2 separate regions of the Sus scrofa genome follow, and region 2 is linked to region 1. A link is a contact called in public HiChIP or PLAC-seq data. All regions are on one chromosome and are shown on one strand. The core of a region is the stretch at or near the end of the contact, and the rest is flanking DNA. Distances in the headings are between cores, read along the strand shown.

Region 1 (7,611 bases), core at 1,865-4,364:
TTTTTCTAATAAGGTACTCATTATAAAAATGGGAGTATCAACAGCTAAATTGCATGGTGAATCTGTTTGTGTCATGCACTGTGCTAGGTGTATTACCTGGATTCTCCCTCCCTTTTAATTCATTCCCATTTCCCTTCAGTGAATTCTACTTGGAGTCACTCCTTCCCTACCCCTGCCATCTTCCAAGACAAGAGCTGGGTATTTCCTCCCCTTGAAGCAGGTCAACGGCAATGCTGACAAGAATGACCCAGGCAATTTACATTCCTTATAAGGAGCCACCCAACTACCTGGGCAAACAGATACTCTTGTCCTTATTTCTGGAAAGAGATTCTGGGGCCCGAGGAACTAAGTGGTTTACTTGATGCCTCACAGCAGGCAAGTGGCCAAGCTATGCTGGAATCCAGGTCCATCAGGCTCCAAAGACCAAGACATTGTTTGTTTGTTTTTTCAAGGGCAGCATATGGAGGTTCCCAGGCTAGGGGGTGAATCAGAGCTGCAGCTGCCGGCCTACACCACAGCCACAGCCATAGCAACACTGGATCTGAGATGTGTCTGCAGCCTACACTGCAGCTCACGGCAACCCCAGATCCTTAACCCACTGAGTGGGGCCAGGGATTGAACCTGTGGCCTCAAAGATACCAGTCAGGTTCGTTACCGCTGAGCCACAATGGGAACTCCCGGAGTTTTTGTTGTTGTTGTTGTTGTTTTTAGAAATAACATGGTTAATCAGAGAAGGAGCCTCAAAGTGGAATCTAGGAGTACCGGTCACAAGATAATATGTCCTGAGGCTGTCCACTTGGTGCCTGGGCACCCTCCACCTTTCACTTCCTAGCACAGGAGCACCCTCAGCTTCCTTCTAGAGGAGGGCTGCCAGATAAAACACCAGACGCCCAGTTTACATGAATTTCAGATAAACACTGGGTAATGTCTTAGTGTAAGTATACCCCAATATTGCATGGGACATACTTATACTTCTTCTTCTTCTTCTTTTGTTTTTTTTTTTTTTTGCTTTTTAGGGCTACACCCACAGCTTATGGAAGTTCCCAGGCTGGAGTCAAATCGGAGCTATAGCTGCTGGGCTACACCACAGCTCACAGGAACATTGGATCCTTAACCTACTGAGCGAGGCCGGGGATAGAACCAGCATCCTTATGGATGCTAGTCGGGTTTGTTACTGCCGAGCCACAACATGACCTCTAGGATATATATTATACTTGACAGATATTCGTGGCTTACCTGAAATTCAAATCTGAGCGACCTGTATTTTCATTTGCTAAATCTGGCAGCCCCGCCCTGAGTCAAGCGGAGGCTGATGGCTCTGGTCCCAAGTAACAGGAGTTGCCATGGCAGCCTGGGCAGGCCCTTCTGGCGCCATCTCTCCCTACCTCTCCAGCTCACCTCGCCCTGCACTCTCCATGTGCTGAACACCCGAGCTACTTTCAGTTTCCTGGGTGCGTCACGCTGCTGCTTCTGCTCTTGGGTCCAGCACTTGCTGAGCCCTGTGCTGTTCATTCCCCCCCTCCCCCCCTGCCCTGTGGCTAATTCTACTGATCCTTCAGGTCCCCACTTAGAGTCAATTCTGCCAGGAAGCCTTCCTGGACATCGTGATGGGCTCCTCCCAACCCCCAGTGCTGGGCTGGTCAGCACCTGCCCCTTACGCCCCAGGGCTGGGTCCCAGGCACCTGGCCTCAGGTAGGAAGTCAGCAAATGCTTACTGAATGAGGGACAAGAGCAGAGGGTCCTGCTGGAGCTGGTCTCTTGAATGTGACTCCTTCCCTCCCCTCTCCATCTCCACTCGCTTTCTCCTCTCTGCCTCCTCTCCCTCCAGCCACCCCGAGGCGTGAAAGTTCCACTACTGCATTCCTTGGCCACAAGGGATGGAGACAACACCTCGAGCCCCTTCGCTGATCCTTCCGCACCGATTGCCTGAGGGCTCCTGTCCAGCTATGGGTCATAGGAAAGCTCTTCCTCCTCTGGCTTCTGAATCCCCCTGGAGAATGCCCCCTCCGTGTCCACAATTCCGCTCTCCTTCACCTCCAAGCCCCTCAGAGAAGGAGCCTGATTGGACTGAGCTCCAAGTTCGGGGTGTGGGGAGACTCCAGCGTCAGATGGCTGAGGGTTAGGGCAGGTGGTGGGGCTCGGTGGGCTCAGAACATCACCCATATGTCGCCTGTTCACCCACCCAAGGCTTTGCCCACGCACAGCCTGACAGGAGGAGAAGGCGGCACAGAATTTAACCCCTTAGGGGCATTCTGAAATAGTTTTGCAAAGACCTAGGGTGGCAGCAAGCGGTGTAACTTTAGTCCCCACAATACACACACGCACGCGCGCGCGCGCACACACACACACACACACACACACACACACTGTTCTGTCTCTACTCCTCGCCAAACCCTGCTTACTTCCAGTCGGAGCAAGAATCAAATGGGGAGAGCAGCCGGGTGTGTGTGGGAATGTGACCAGGGTGGGCCTGCCAAAGGGGACAGCAGGAGCAGAGCTGGGCGCGGCAAAGGGCTACAATACCGGAGTTGCGGTTGAGCTGGGAAAGCTCTCCAGTCTGACCTTTAGAGGCGGGTGGCCTTTCTGCGCCCTCTCATCACCCCCTGCCCCAGCCTCTCCGCTCTGAATACGTCAAGAGGACTAAGAGGGAGAAACACCCTTTACTCTCAACTTAACTCCAAAAATAGAATCCCCTCCCCCACCCCACCCCCCACCCGCAGCTCCACTTCTGGGTGCGTGGCTCCTGGTTCAGGAACTCGCTCGCGTCCGGGTCCCCCCAACCTCCCACCTCGTCCAGCCTCCAACTTCTGGCTGGGCGCTCAGCCCCGATCGCGGGAGGGGGACTCACAAGGAGGGAAGCGCCGGCTCCCGGCGGCAGCTCTTCGGCTCGGCCAGGTGCGGGGCTGCGGCAGGTACAGGTGCGGCGGGGACTGCGCAGGTAAGGAAGGGGTTCCTCGGAGGGGCTTCGCGGCGGCTCCGGAGGCCTCCGCTGAGTAAGAGCGCTGACAGGTTTGTGTTTTCCCCTCTCCCCCTCCGACTTAACCACACCCCTGCTGCTCTCCTCCCCACTTCCTTAAAGGGTGGGGTGTGTTGTCTGCGGTGCTGAGCGTGTGTGCGGCTCCAGCCTCTTACCATAAACTCTGAAATAGACGCCGCCGCCAATTCTTAGAGCTACAAGTGCCCACCTGGCGGCCACGGCGGACCCTGGGTGGGGGGTGGGGGGAGGTGTCTTCTGTTGCTCTTTGCCCCCTGTGAGCAGTGGAGCTCCCAATTCTTACTACGCCTCCCTCTGCCTTTCCCTCCACTTGGAAACTTGGGAAGGTCATGCTTAGAGGTTGGTGTTTCCTCTTAGCCCCCAGGTAGGTTTCAGAGGTGGAGACTGTCACTTGCCTGTCACACTGCCGTCCTTGTTGTCCCTCCTGGTCTCTTCATGCCCTAAAGTGCCCAGCCTCTTCTGGGGGCACCAGCGACCAGGTGACTCTCACCAAGGATCTTGGCAGAACTCATCCAAAGCCCTAACAATATGGAGGAGGTCCTTGCCCTGTAACAGCCAGGACCAGAGTGCGGCACAAGAACAGTCATAGAAGTTGAGTGGCCTTTGCTCACAGCAGCCCACTTTGTTGCCCAGAACCAAGAGGCCGGTTCACCTCTTCACTCAGGCCAGCAGGGCAGTGAGAGCTGAGGCAGTGACTCAAGGGCACTTAGCAACCCCTTTCCCTATCACTGGAAAGATTCCAGACTTTCTCCTGAGTAGGAGGAGGTGAACAGGGCTTAGCATTAAGGTCAAAAAGCTGGTGTGTCACTCAGCGTTCCCCCGCATCTTCTCCAGAGCCCCCACTCTAAACCTCTTCATTCTGCACCCTGTGAAGGGCTGGATCTCCTACAGTTCTAGAAGATGCTCTTCACCAGGGCAGCCCTAACTAAACATGGTGCCCCCTAAAGTTGTGCAGCCACACGTGGCAGCCCTTCATACCCGATACCCTTCCCACCCCCTCGTGACACTTTCTCACACCCTGCTTCCAAACTCTGCAAACCAGCCACCCAAGAAAAAGGAAAGGCAAAGCCAGCATTTGGTGAGCATGTCTAAATAATCACTGTGCTAAGGAAGCATTCAGTTTACATTTCATCTGCATTTATATTTCACTTAATTCTCCCCATTTTGTGAAAAGAGGATTGAGACGAATGAACCACACACACTGTTTCTCCTGGCATGATCAGTGGCTTTTAAAATGTAGATACCTTGGAGTTCCTGCTGCGGTGCAATGGGATCTGTGGTATCTTGGGAGCCCTGAGACCCAGATTTGATCCCTGGCCCGGCACAGTGGGTTAAGGATCTGATGTTGCTGCAGCTGCAGCTTAGTTTGTGCTGCGGCTCAGATCTGATCACTGGCCTGGAAACTCCATATCACAGGGTGGCCGAAAAAATAAAAAATAACATAAAATAAAGATACCTGGATGACACTCCAAGTCTAGTGAAAATCAGAATCTCTGCACCCAGGCTCCCCCCACTCATGCAGGGCAACTTACAACTTACCATGGAGCTCACAGCCACGACTACTGGTGCTCAGTCCTGTTCATCCTGTCCACCAATTAGCCATGTTCTCAACACCAGGTAATACCGGGTGATACCAGGGTCTGCAAAGCAGTCAGAAGACATGCAAGTAGGTATCCAGGGAGACCTTGGCTAGGGCTTGGGCAGCAAGGTGAGTCAGTTGGGGTAAATTGGATTTAGCTGGGGACTTATGGGGAAAGGGGCAACTGGACCACTCTGCAAGGAACCTGTCAGAGTGCATCAGAAAGCAGGTGGCCAGACCGTCTTCTTGTGATCAGGAATGAGGTGATGAAGGTCCAGCGGTGTGAAGTTTGGGGGCCTGCATGAATTGTGGAGGGTCTGTGCCAGGTGGTGACAGTGGGAACTCAAGAGCAAGGTGACCCCAGACTGGTTTAAAAAAAGGCGAGTTTGAGTATGCTGCCTCAGTGTGGCCAAATCTACAAACTACATTCTCACCAGGTTCTCATTGGGGGGAAAAAAAGTTGTCAGATATTCAAAAATTTCAGAGGTTGTTGAAGTCTTCAGCAATTTTTTTGATGCTCCAAAATCTAGCTCCTAGAATCATAGCATCATATATTTTATTTATGAAAGAGACATTGAGAAACTCCCTGAGGTGGATGACTCCATTTTCAGGTCTTCTTCCGTTCTGTCTAGTGTTGCCCATGAAAGGCTAAGGTGACAGGGTCAAATGTTATCTGAGGAACCAAACGTTAAGTCCCAGAGTCACCTTTGCCTTTCCTTCATTACTCCAGAGCCACTCAATCTCTAGGTCCTGGGAATCCTTCCAAGCATCTTTCTTAGTCACTGTTTTCTTTCTAGTCCTATTGCTCCTACCCGGGTTAATGGCCTGTTTATCTTCTGCCCAGACTCTGTGCACAGGTTTCTTCTAACCTGTCTCCCACTCCCATCCTGAGAGGTGTTGGGACTGGAGCTCAGGAAAGTGGTCTGAGCTGTTGATGAGCTTCTGGCTGGCATTTGAAACCACAGGGATGGGTCAGACTGTCTGGGGCAGAAGTAAGAGGAAACAGAGATCTTAAAGTCAGGCTCTTGCCTGGAGCAAATTTAGCGAAGAGGCAAAAGTTGGATGGAGTGGTCTGAAGGGTGAGCGGGAAGTAAAGACATGGAGGTATGACTGTGGGATTAGGTTCTGGGCGATGGCTGGTGAGTGGAAGTTATGTGTGCAGCTTCAGGTTCAAATCCTTCAAGGGAACAGGTATGCCCTCCACTAGTCCCTCTTCTACTTTTTTTTTAAATTTTATTTTAAATTTATTTTTATAGGTTTCTTTCTTTCTTTTTTTCATTTCCTTTTTGTCTTTTGAGGGCCGCACCCATGGCATATGGAAGTTCCCAGGCTAGGGGCTGAACTGGAGCTGTAGCCACTGCCCTAGGCCACAGGCACAGCAATGCCAGATCGGAGCTGGGTTTGCCACCCACACCACAGCTCACGGCAACGCTGGATCCTTAACCCACTGAGTGAGACCAGGGATCCAACCTGCGTCCTCCTGGTTGCTAGTCAGATTTGTTTCCGCTGAGCCATGATGGGAACTTCCCCCTTTTCTACTAATAACTGAAGGTGGAAACCGGAGCAGTTATTTTGGTCTGTGGCCTTGGGAGTAGCAGAGCAACACGAGAGAGGACGCCTGGGTCCCTAATGAATGCCATCAAGCCACCATGCTAGTCTCAGACATGGTCTGGACCTGGCGGAACTTTTACACCAGAGAGAAATGCACTTCAATTGTTCAGGTTACTGCACTTGACTCCTTTCTGTTATCAAAGCCTAAACTGCATCCTAATATATACCATCATGGCCTAATTTCTTTTGTATGCAAATTGAGGCAGAACCTCAATATCTTCATCTATAAAATGGAAATAATGGACACTACAGGGTTGTTGGGAGGACTGGAAATAGTACGCTTAAGTTTTCTTGCTAGTGTTAACGGCTCATAGCAGACAAGAATGGAAGGTATTATAACCTGTTGTAACTCTAAACAATGTGGTCCTGGAATAAAAATAATGGTTCCTTTAAAATATTCCATACCCCACTCCCAACAGTATAGGGGAGAAGAGAAACAAAAACAGCAAAATGGAGAACTGACGTAAGATGAATGATGTGTACGTAGGGGGTTAATTATACTGTTCTTTCTAGTATTTGTGTTTGAAAATGTTCATAGAAGAAAAGCTAAAAATAAATACAGTCTTTCCAGGAATTCCCTGGTGGTCTAATGGTTAAGGATCTGGCATTATCACTGCTGTGGTACAGGTTCGATCTCTGGCTTGGGAACTTCTTCATGCCAAGGGTGTGGCCAAAATAAATACATAAGCAAATAAGTAAATAAATGTTTTTCCACAAAGGAGAAAAAAAAAAAAAACGCTTTTGGACATAACTCAAAGTGAATCTCCTTGGGAAAAATAAAGCTGCATTAAATACAGTGAAAAATTAATTGGGTATACAAGAGGGAAGGCAGATGGATAAGGCAGAAGAGTATTTTTATTTTAGGCAGTTTCCACAGCCCAGACATTGCTGCCAGCTCTTCTGTAGCTCCCCAGGGTGGTCGCAGGACAGTGGGCTGCAAGACAGGCTTGGAGGATGCCTGCACGAAGGGGAGCCCACCCTGCCCACTCTGGGTCGACTCCTGTGACTTGGACCTTCTTGGTTCCCCTTCCTTACCCCAACCGTGAGTGAGCCCAACGGGTCTCCCACAGCCTATGGAAAAGCTTTGAATCAACAGAGTGACTGTGGGAACCTTGACTTGCCATTATTGATGCCAGTGAGTCTAACAAACACGGCCATCAGCTCCCAGCCCACACTGTGCCAGAAGCATCGACTAGGGTGGGAGAGCAGGGTGCTGCAGGCAAATTCATTGTTAATAGCAAGAAGAGCCTCTAAAAAAGAAAGAAAAAAAAATTGCTTCGCAATGCAAGAACCTGCAGATCACAGGCATCTGTGGCCATTTAAGGGACAAAGAACCCTGCACACTTCATTAACTCCTGAGAGTACCCCGTTATTACCCAGCCTGGCTCAGTAATTACTGTCTATTTCAGTAAATCACGAAGAAAAG
Region 2 (7,611 bases), core at 3,140-5,639, 430 kb before region 1:
ACCACTTATCTTTCTTGTAAAAGGATACAGTAGATACGGCAGACTTAAACGGTGAACCTTGATTTGCAGGTGGCAATCTATTTTTAGTCATTTTGAGTGGACTTGAAATGAAATGGCCTTGTTGAGAGCAATGAATTTTTTTCTCATTTTTATCACTGCTTTGGCAAATATGTTTTTTATTAGGGGATGGAAATATATTTTCAGTTAAGTCCAAAATTAATTTCTCTGATGGAATGTCTGACAATAGGCTATAAAAAGAAACAGTCCATTGGTAAGTATAATTATTTTGCTTCAATTATTATCAGTTTACTGCTAATAATGCTACCTGTAAGGCATATTAAAATACATCCTATCAAATATCCATCCATATACATTATTAGTTTAATAGGATTATCAAATTCTATCTTTATCAAAGTATTTGAAATTTTTCAAAACTAAGATTCCCAATGTTTGTGAAAACAAACACTATTTACAAAGAAGCTTTGAGGAGTTCTCCATGTGACGCAGTGGGTTAAGAATCCGAATGCAGTGCCTCAGGTTGCGGCCAAGGTGCAGGTTGGATCCCCAGCCTGGTTCAGTGGGTTAAAAGGATTCAGTGTTGCCACAGCTGTGGCTCAGATTCAGTCTCTGGTCAGGGAACTTCCCAATGCTGGGGGTGCAGCCATAAACAAAAAAACAAACAAAAGAAGCTTTGAGATATACATATGTGTGTGTGCTTATATGTGTTTTAAAACCTATTTCTTGGAGTTCCCTTTGTGGCTCAGTGGTTAACGAATCCAACTAAGAACCATGAGGTTGCGGGTTCAATCCCTGGCCTTACTCAGTGGGTTAAGGATCTGGTGTTGCCGTGAGCTGTGGGGTGGGTTGCAGATGCGGCTCGGATCTGGCATTGCTGTGGCTCTGGTGTAGGCCGGCAGCAACAGCTCTGATTAGACCCCTAGCCTGGGAACCTCCATATGCCGCGGGAGTGGCCCTGGAAAAGACCAAAAAAATAAATAAAACCTATTTCTTGTTCCCTAAAATGACTGATTTTACATAGCACCCTTACCATCTAGGGTGTGTTCTGTGATTTATATCTCTGGTATGCCATACATAGAGTTTACAGCTTTCTAAGATTGCCTATAGATGGGCATCTACTATATGCAAAACCCTACATTAAATATTACATAATAGAGCAGAAAGGAGAATGTAATAAAGATTTGACACACATTTGCAAGTCACAGAAAACAGTCCATTCTCTGATTCCCTCCAAAGGCACTAAACAATGAATTATGAAAACTTACATTATTACCAGACTAGAATTAGAATATAAAGTATTACCGTAGCCACAAAGAGTAGGTGAATGGAAGAATGGAAACATTTAGATAGGAGAAGATAAACACAAGAGGATGGAGTTTTCTTTTTTCTTAAGAGTTTCTACCCATAGAATGAGACTCACTTGTCGGAGTTCAAAGACTGCTGCTTCCTTTTCCTTGGAGTTAAGGCTGACATCTTAATTGAAATCCTAAAAGCAAAAGGACAGTAGCCAAATTCATTCAATGTGTATTTTAAAAAATCACTATATCAGGAGTTCCAGTATGGTGCATAGGGTTAAGGATCTGGCGGTTGCCCCAGCTGTGGCTCAGATTTGATCCCTAGCCAAGGAAATTCCATATGTTGCAGGTGTGGGGGGAAAAGAAAAATCAGTATATCCAAGTTATAAATCTTGGAATTCCCTTCATGGCTCAGTGGTTAATGAATCCGACTAGGAACCATGAGGTTGCAGGTTCAATCCCTGGCCTTGCTCAGTAGTTTAAGGATCCAGCGTTGCTGTGAGCTGTGGTGTAGGTTGCAGAGGCAGCTCGGATCCCGAGTTGCTGTGGCTGTGGCCAGCCGCTGTAGCTCCGATTAGACCCCTAGCCTGGGAACCTCCACATGCCGTGGTGCAGCCCTAGAAAAGACAGAAAGAAAATAAATAAATCTTAAAAAGTTCTCAGATAAGTGATGGTCTATAAAGACCATCACTTTTTTAAAAAGTTTTTTTAAAAAAGCAAATCATTTTAATAAAGATTTAAACCATGAAGGAAAAACATCACAGTAGCAACTAATTAAGCAGGGACAATACAATTTAATCAACTAAGTAGGAACGGTACATGGTTCCAAGCTGGGAAATGATCCTACTGAGGAAGGATTTTTCCCCATTTCAGGGCACACTTTCTTCAATTAGCCTGATTAATTCATAACAAGTCTAATAACTCTATATTCTGAGCAGCTGTCCTTGCTAAAGCCCTCAACCCAGTTTTCCAATGTTAGATGCTCTCGTCCTAGGTTTCCATTTCACCCCACACTTCCTTAGCATTCATTTAGCACATTGTCTTGTTAGTCTGACTATCCTCAACAGCCTGCAGGTTCAATGGAGAGCTGTCTCTTTTTCATCTGAAGAAGCCAGCAGGAAAACGGGAAGCGTAATCCTCTCCCATTTTCCTAGCCGAAGAACCGCTTGTTTCCTTATTTACAAAATACTCTGACATCCTAAGGCTGCAGGTAATAAACATAATCATGTATGTTAGCGCTCGAGCCTGAGACTTGTTACTCAATAAGTTTTCCCTTTTCCTTCCTTCGGATCAGGTAGCTTTTTTAAAAAAAAATTACCCAAGGGCTATTTCAAAGTTAAACAGAAAGACCAGGGTCTCTGGAAATTCGTGTCAAGGTGCAGCTTAAGGGAAGACCCTTTGGGGCTGAAAGAGGAAAGGTAGGAGAGAAAAAGTGCTTCCGTCCCTGAACGTCGTCAGGGCAAAGAGATAAAACTCAGGCGTCAGAAAAATGGAAAGCGGGTGACCTGCAAGTGCGGACACCCGCTCGGTGGCTTCAGTCCGGAGCCACGAAAGCACCAAGCCCCTACTTCAAGCTCTTTTTCCTTGACATTCACACCCACGTTCCACAGAACCCCCCAGTTTCCTGGGTCTTTCACCCTCGGCCCCTAGCTGCACTCACCTGAGCCTCAGACCCGCGACCTCTCCTCAGCAGAGCCCGACGTCCCCCCACTGTATTCAAATTCTCGCGCGCCAGTGGAGGCGGAAGCCGCTGCGTTCCGATTCGCCGCTGCCTAGCGCGTCCAGGAGCTGGTTCAGTGATTGGTTGCGCGCTAGCGCTTGCCCCGCCCACTCTGGAGGCGGTCTCTAAGATTCTCCCGCCCTTGAGGCAAGGCGCTCTGTACTCACGGAAACCACGTCTTCCACAATCCCTTGCGGCGGGGCAAGGCTCCACTCCCGAGGCGTTGTATCGGTGCATTCTGGGAATTGCAGTTTTCAACACAATAAAGGCACCTTCTCCGACTTGAGGCACATTCTAGGGTCACCTGGTGTAAGAAGCTTTTGTAAAGTAGCCTCAGATTCTCGAGACAATTATTTTTCACATCTGAAACCTTATTGTTACTCTAACCTTTTTTTTTTTTAACCAGAAACACGTTAGATTTCTAGCTCATTTTTTGATTTTTCAAGTTAAATGAAAAAAAAAAAATCATGGCACATAACACCTATGTGCTAGGTATTCTTACATGTATTACGTGTTTTATTTCATTTACAGCTCTCCATAGTCTATGAGATAGGTATTATCACCCCCATTTTATGGAGACTAAAACTGAGAGCCTGAAAACAATTACTATTTTCAGGACAGAACTATGTTTTTGCTTTGGAAAGCCCACAGGTTTCTGAGGCACTCATTAGCTACTGCTGTTATCTCTGTACCAGCTCCCGGCAGAGTCTCTGGCACATTTTTTAGTTCTAAATAAATTCAGTTAAGTGATGAGCTTAACTTCATAGAATGCAGTGGTCAGAAGGAAATTAAGAGAAATAATCAGGTCAAAGCTAAATGCTGTGGGAGCTTTCCTTGAGTCGGAGCATTCCCACTCTACAGCCAGGAAGATCTCTGAGGTTTAGAGGTTTGGAATTTGCCCTCTCATAGGTAATAGGGGCAGCTCTTAGATTTAAAGCAGAACAGTCCAAGTCCAAACTCAGAGAAAGAGAAGCATTTTACCTCTAAAGAATATCACTAACAACTCTGGTAGAGTGCTCTGTTTTAAACTCTTTAAGTCTATTAATTTACTAAACCCTAGGGGGTAAAAAAACCTATGAATTAGCTGCTCTATTTTCACTATGCAGCTAAGGTAAGTGCAACACCAAATGTGCCCAGGTGGTGGAGCTAGAATGAGAACAGCGAAGGAATTTGGGTTCCTTCAAAATTTAATGAGCCGCTATTAAGTACCAAGTACCGTGGTTGGCTCAGTGAACACCTAGCTGTGAAGTCGAGTTTCTGCTCTCAGGAAGTCCTTCTGCGGGTAAGAAGAGGTAGTTCAAACCAATAGATGAACTTCAAGACTTGACCACCCACGGGAAGATGTTCTGAAAACAATGGCTTGTTTTTTTCGGAAGACGGAGTTTTCCCGCAATGTCATCCAACCATCAACTGTGCTGGCTCCACCCTCTTTCCCTCAACTCCCGAGTAAACCGAGCTCCCAAAGCGAGCCAACACCTCCTCCCCACCAGATTGAAGATGGTGCCGGCGGCAGGCGTTATGACGCGACTAGACATCCGCCGGAAGTGCAAGGAAGAGTTCCGGTGAACGGGGCCTCCACGCTTCCGGTATTCTGAGCTTCCAGAGTTGAGAATTGCTAGTTTGCGCTGGAGTCGCCGTGCTGTCGCCGGGATCATGGTGTTCTACTTCACCAGCAGCAGCGGTGAGTGGGCGCCGCGACCTCCCGGGTCCCTGCTCAACCTCCAGCCTCCGAAGCCGAGATCCCCAGGCCGCGGCTGAGCCTGGTCCTTAAGCGCCTCCTCGGCAGCGGATACCCCTTCCCGCGCCCTCACTGTTTCCCTAGTCTTCTCAGTGTGCCCCCTTGTCAGGGCCTGGGGGACGTAGAGGGACCATGCCCCCTACTGGCTTTGCCTCCGTGAGTCGTTCTTTTCCCTCTATCGGAAAGACCGTTCGCTACCTGGTATTAGGCAGAGTTTGTGGACTTCTTCGCACCCCCGTCCCCAAACTCCCCTTCCCCATCCACCTACGTAACCGTCAGTCTTCTTGCTGCTTGGTAATTACCCACTTAGAGAAAGGAAAGATACTCCTGTCAACAACTCTGCTTTACAGGAAGTGTGCCTTACCCTTCTAGGAAAGGGTTGTAGGGCCTGGATGCTACAAAGAGCCATAAGAAGACCTCGGAATGGCGAGGCAGCCACTCACTGGGCAGAATTGTTGTCCCGGGACTTGAAAAGTGACATATGGTAATGTTTCTGATTCGTATTTGACAGGCAAGGAAAGGGTGTGTTTAGTTCCCAGGAAATGCTATGTCTTCATTTCTCTGCTTTTGTTTTTCTCTTTTCGTAGAATCAGCTTCCACTTAACTGCTTTTCCCCTGAGACCGTCCTGGCCTATCTTTTCCAAATGCCTTTCCCTCCTTGTTTCCACCCCAAGATTTCTTAGGTATTCCTCCTCAGGTACCCGCCTTAACATCCGTGTATACCTTTGGATTGCACTTACCATATAGTATTATAATGTTCTTTGCTTGAGCTAGAGTTTAAGTCCCTTGAGGGCAGAGACAGAAGCTCCTTGTTTCTCTAGCATAGTGCCTGGCTTGTAATAGTTACTCAATAAATACTCGTTGAATAAATGAATGATATTTTTAGATTTCTAGCACATTCCCTATTTATCGCTACTCTCTTTGCCTAGTTAAAGGTGAGATTTAAGTGAAACTAGCTCCATGGTGTTTGCTCTTTAGAGATAAGGACACTGAAGCCCAGAGGTTTAACTCACAGACCCCTCCCCCTCCTACCCAGCCCCTCCTAATCTATCACACTGTCATGCCTTATTTTTCTCAGTAGTGTAGGCTTCCACAGTATGCTGTAAGTTATTTCTCTGCCTCTGTAGGTTTAGTTTGTCTTCCCCACATTATTAAAATTACTAGAAACAGAATTCACACTAGCCTGAAAAATTGTTATAGACTCCTCCACAATAGCATTTTCATTCTCCCTCTCTTCTCTTCTGTTCCCTCTGCCATATGATAACTCCAGAATCTCTTTTTATTTTTTCCATTCATGAGAGTGCCCAACAATATGCTTATCCAGGTCCAAGAATGGAATATATAGGCAGGACACATTGGTACTAAATGTTTTTTAATGCTAGCTGTATTCGCCTTAAAGCGACTTTAAATTCTTTGAGCAGTAGTCATATACACACAGGTGGCCTTAGTAGAAGTGAGTGCTTTGGCAGATTTATGGATCATATTTTTCCTCATTGTCTTTCATTATAACATTAGAATTGATTCCTATCAGAAAGTATTTGGCCTCTAAATCTAATAAATCTGTACTTATCCAGCTTTAAAGATGTAAAGTTAATGGAAAAATTACTACTTTTTCAGTAAGATAGTAGTAAAACTACATATTCCAATACAGGAAACAACTTGAACGTACAGAAACTGTAGGAAATAACTTCATATGGATAGCCAAGCTTTTCAACTGATGGTTTACTCCCTAAAAATTTTTTTTTAAATAGGAAGTAAATTTCAATAGGAAGTTTTTCTTTTCCTTTTAAAATCAGTATTGCTGACTAAAATCTGTTCAGTTTTATTCTTCTATGCTCTCATAATGGAATAATGAAACATTAGCTTTGTTATATTCCCAGTGTCAAATTCAAGACCCTTTGATTTATGGACCCACAAAATACCTGCACATGCCTTAAGTTCACTTCAGTACCTTTTCATAGCATCTGTCTCAAGATAGAGTTTCTGTAAATTATGAAATTATTACATCACCTCTAAAGTTGGGTTGGTTGCTGTACCCAAAATAGGTATCTTCAAGATGACTAGTTCCTATACTAATCAACTTTATTATTTGAGTGAGAGTAACAAAAGTAATAGAATAATTCAACTTAACTTGTATCTCTTTAACATGAATGGGACCTTAATTCAGACTTCTTGCTCAGCAATCATGCTTTTTTATTTTTTCTATTTTGACATGATTTCAGTCTTTCAGAAAAGCTACAAGAGACAATAACAAATTTCCTTTATGGCCTTCTCTTTGTATCCCCAAATTCTAACGTTTTACCATATATGCCTTATTTCCTTTTCCTCATTCTTTCTCCATTTCTCGCTCTCTCCACACACACACACACACATTTTTTTCCTGAACCATTTGTTAGTAAGTTGCATTTTTACCCTTAAATACTTCCGGGTGTTTTTCCTGAGATCAAGGATATTCTCCTATCAAAAGACACCTGTCATTATCAAAATTAGGAAGTTAGCATTGCAGCAATATTGTTACCTACTCAGCTTTTATTCAGTTTTCATCAGTGTCCTAGTAATGAATTTATAACAAAGGAAAATTACAAATCATTGTTGCATTCTGTTGTCACTCATTACTCCTTAGCTTCTAATCTGGAGCAGTTGCTCAGTCTTTGTCTCTCATGTCACTGTCAGTTGAAGAATTATTTTTTAGAATGCCCGTCAGTTTAGACTCGCAGCAGTTATGTTCTTGATCATGTTATTTTATAGGTCAACCATCCAAACTCAGCTGTCATTCTCTTAGCAGTAATTTAGATAGCTTGTCCTGCAGAGACAGCTTTATTTACTCCAATCATTTAAAA

What was found. HiChIP or PLAC-seq counts read pairs in DNA pulled down with a chosen protein or histone mark.
Region 2: an H3K27ac HiChIP or PLAC-seq map of alveolar macrophages shows a contact between it and region 1. The contact joins the promoter of ESCO2 here to the promoter of PTK2B in region 1. A contact is called at or near these places in 1 of 47 Hi-C or Micro-C datasets (omental adipose tissue) and 1 of 2 datasets of contacts at active chromatin or transcription factors (alveolar macrophages).

The regions. Positions count from the first base shown.
Region 1 is chr14:11,060,603-11,068,213 of Sscrofa11.1, reverse strand. It overlaps PTK2B (protein-tyrosine kinase 2-beta), which reads right to left and starts at 3,114. Exons shown (of 31, transcript XM_001925998.6): 1 at 2,849-3,114.
Region 2 is chr14:11,492,075-11,499,685 of Sscrofa11.1, reverse strand. ESCO2 (N-acetyltransferase ESCO2) reads right to left here and starts at 4,389. Exons shown (of 12, transcript XM_021074432.1): 1 at 2,974-4,389; 2 at 1,439-1,504; 3 at 1-248. The coding sequence starts at 1,491. CCDC25 (coiled-coil domain containing 25) reads left to right here and starts at 4,622. Exons shown (of 9, transcript NM_001243572.1): 1 at 4,622-4,714. The coding sequence starts at 4,687.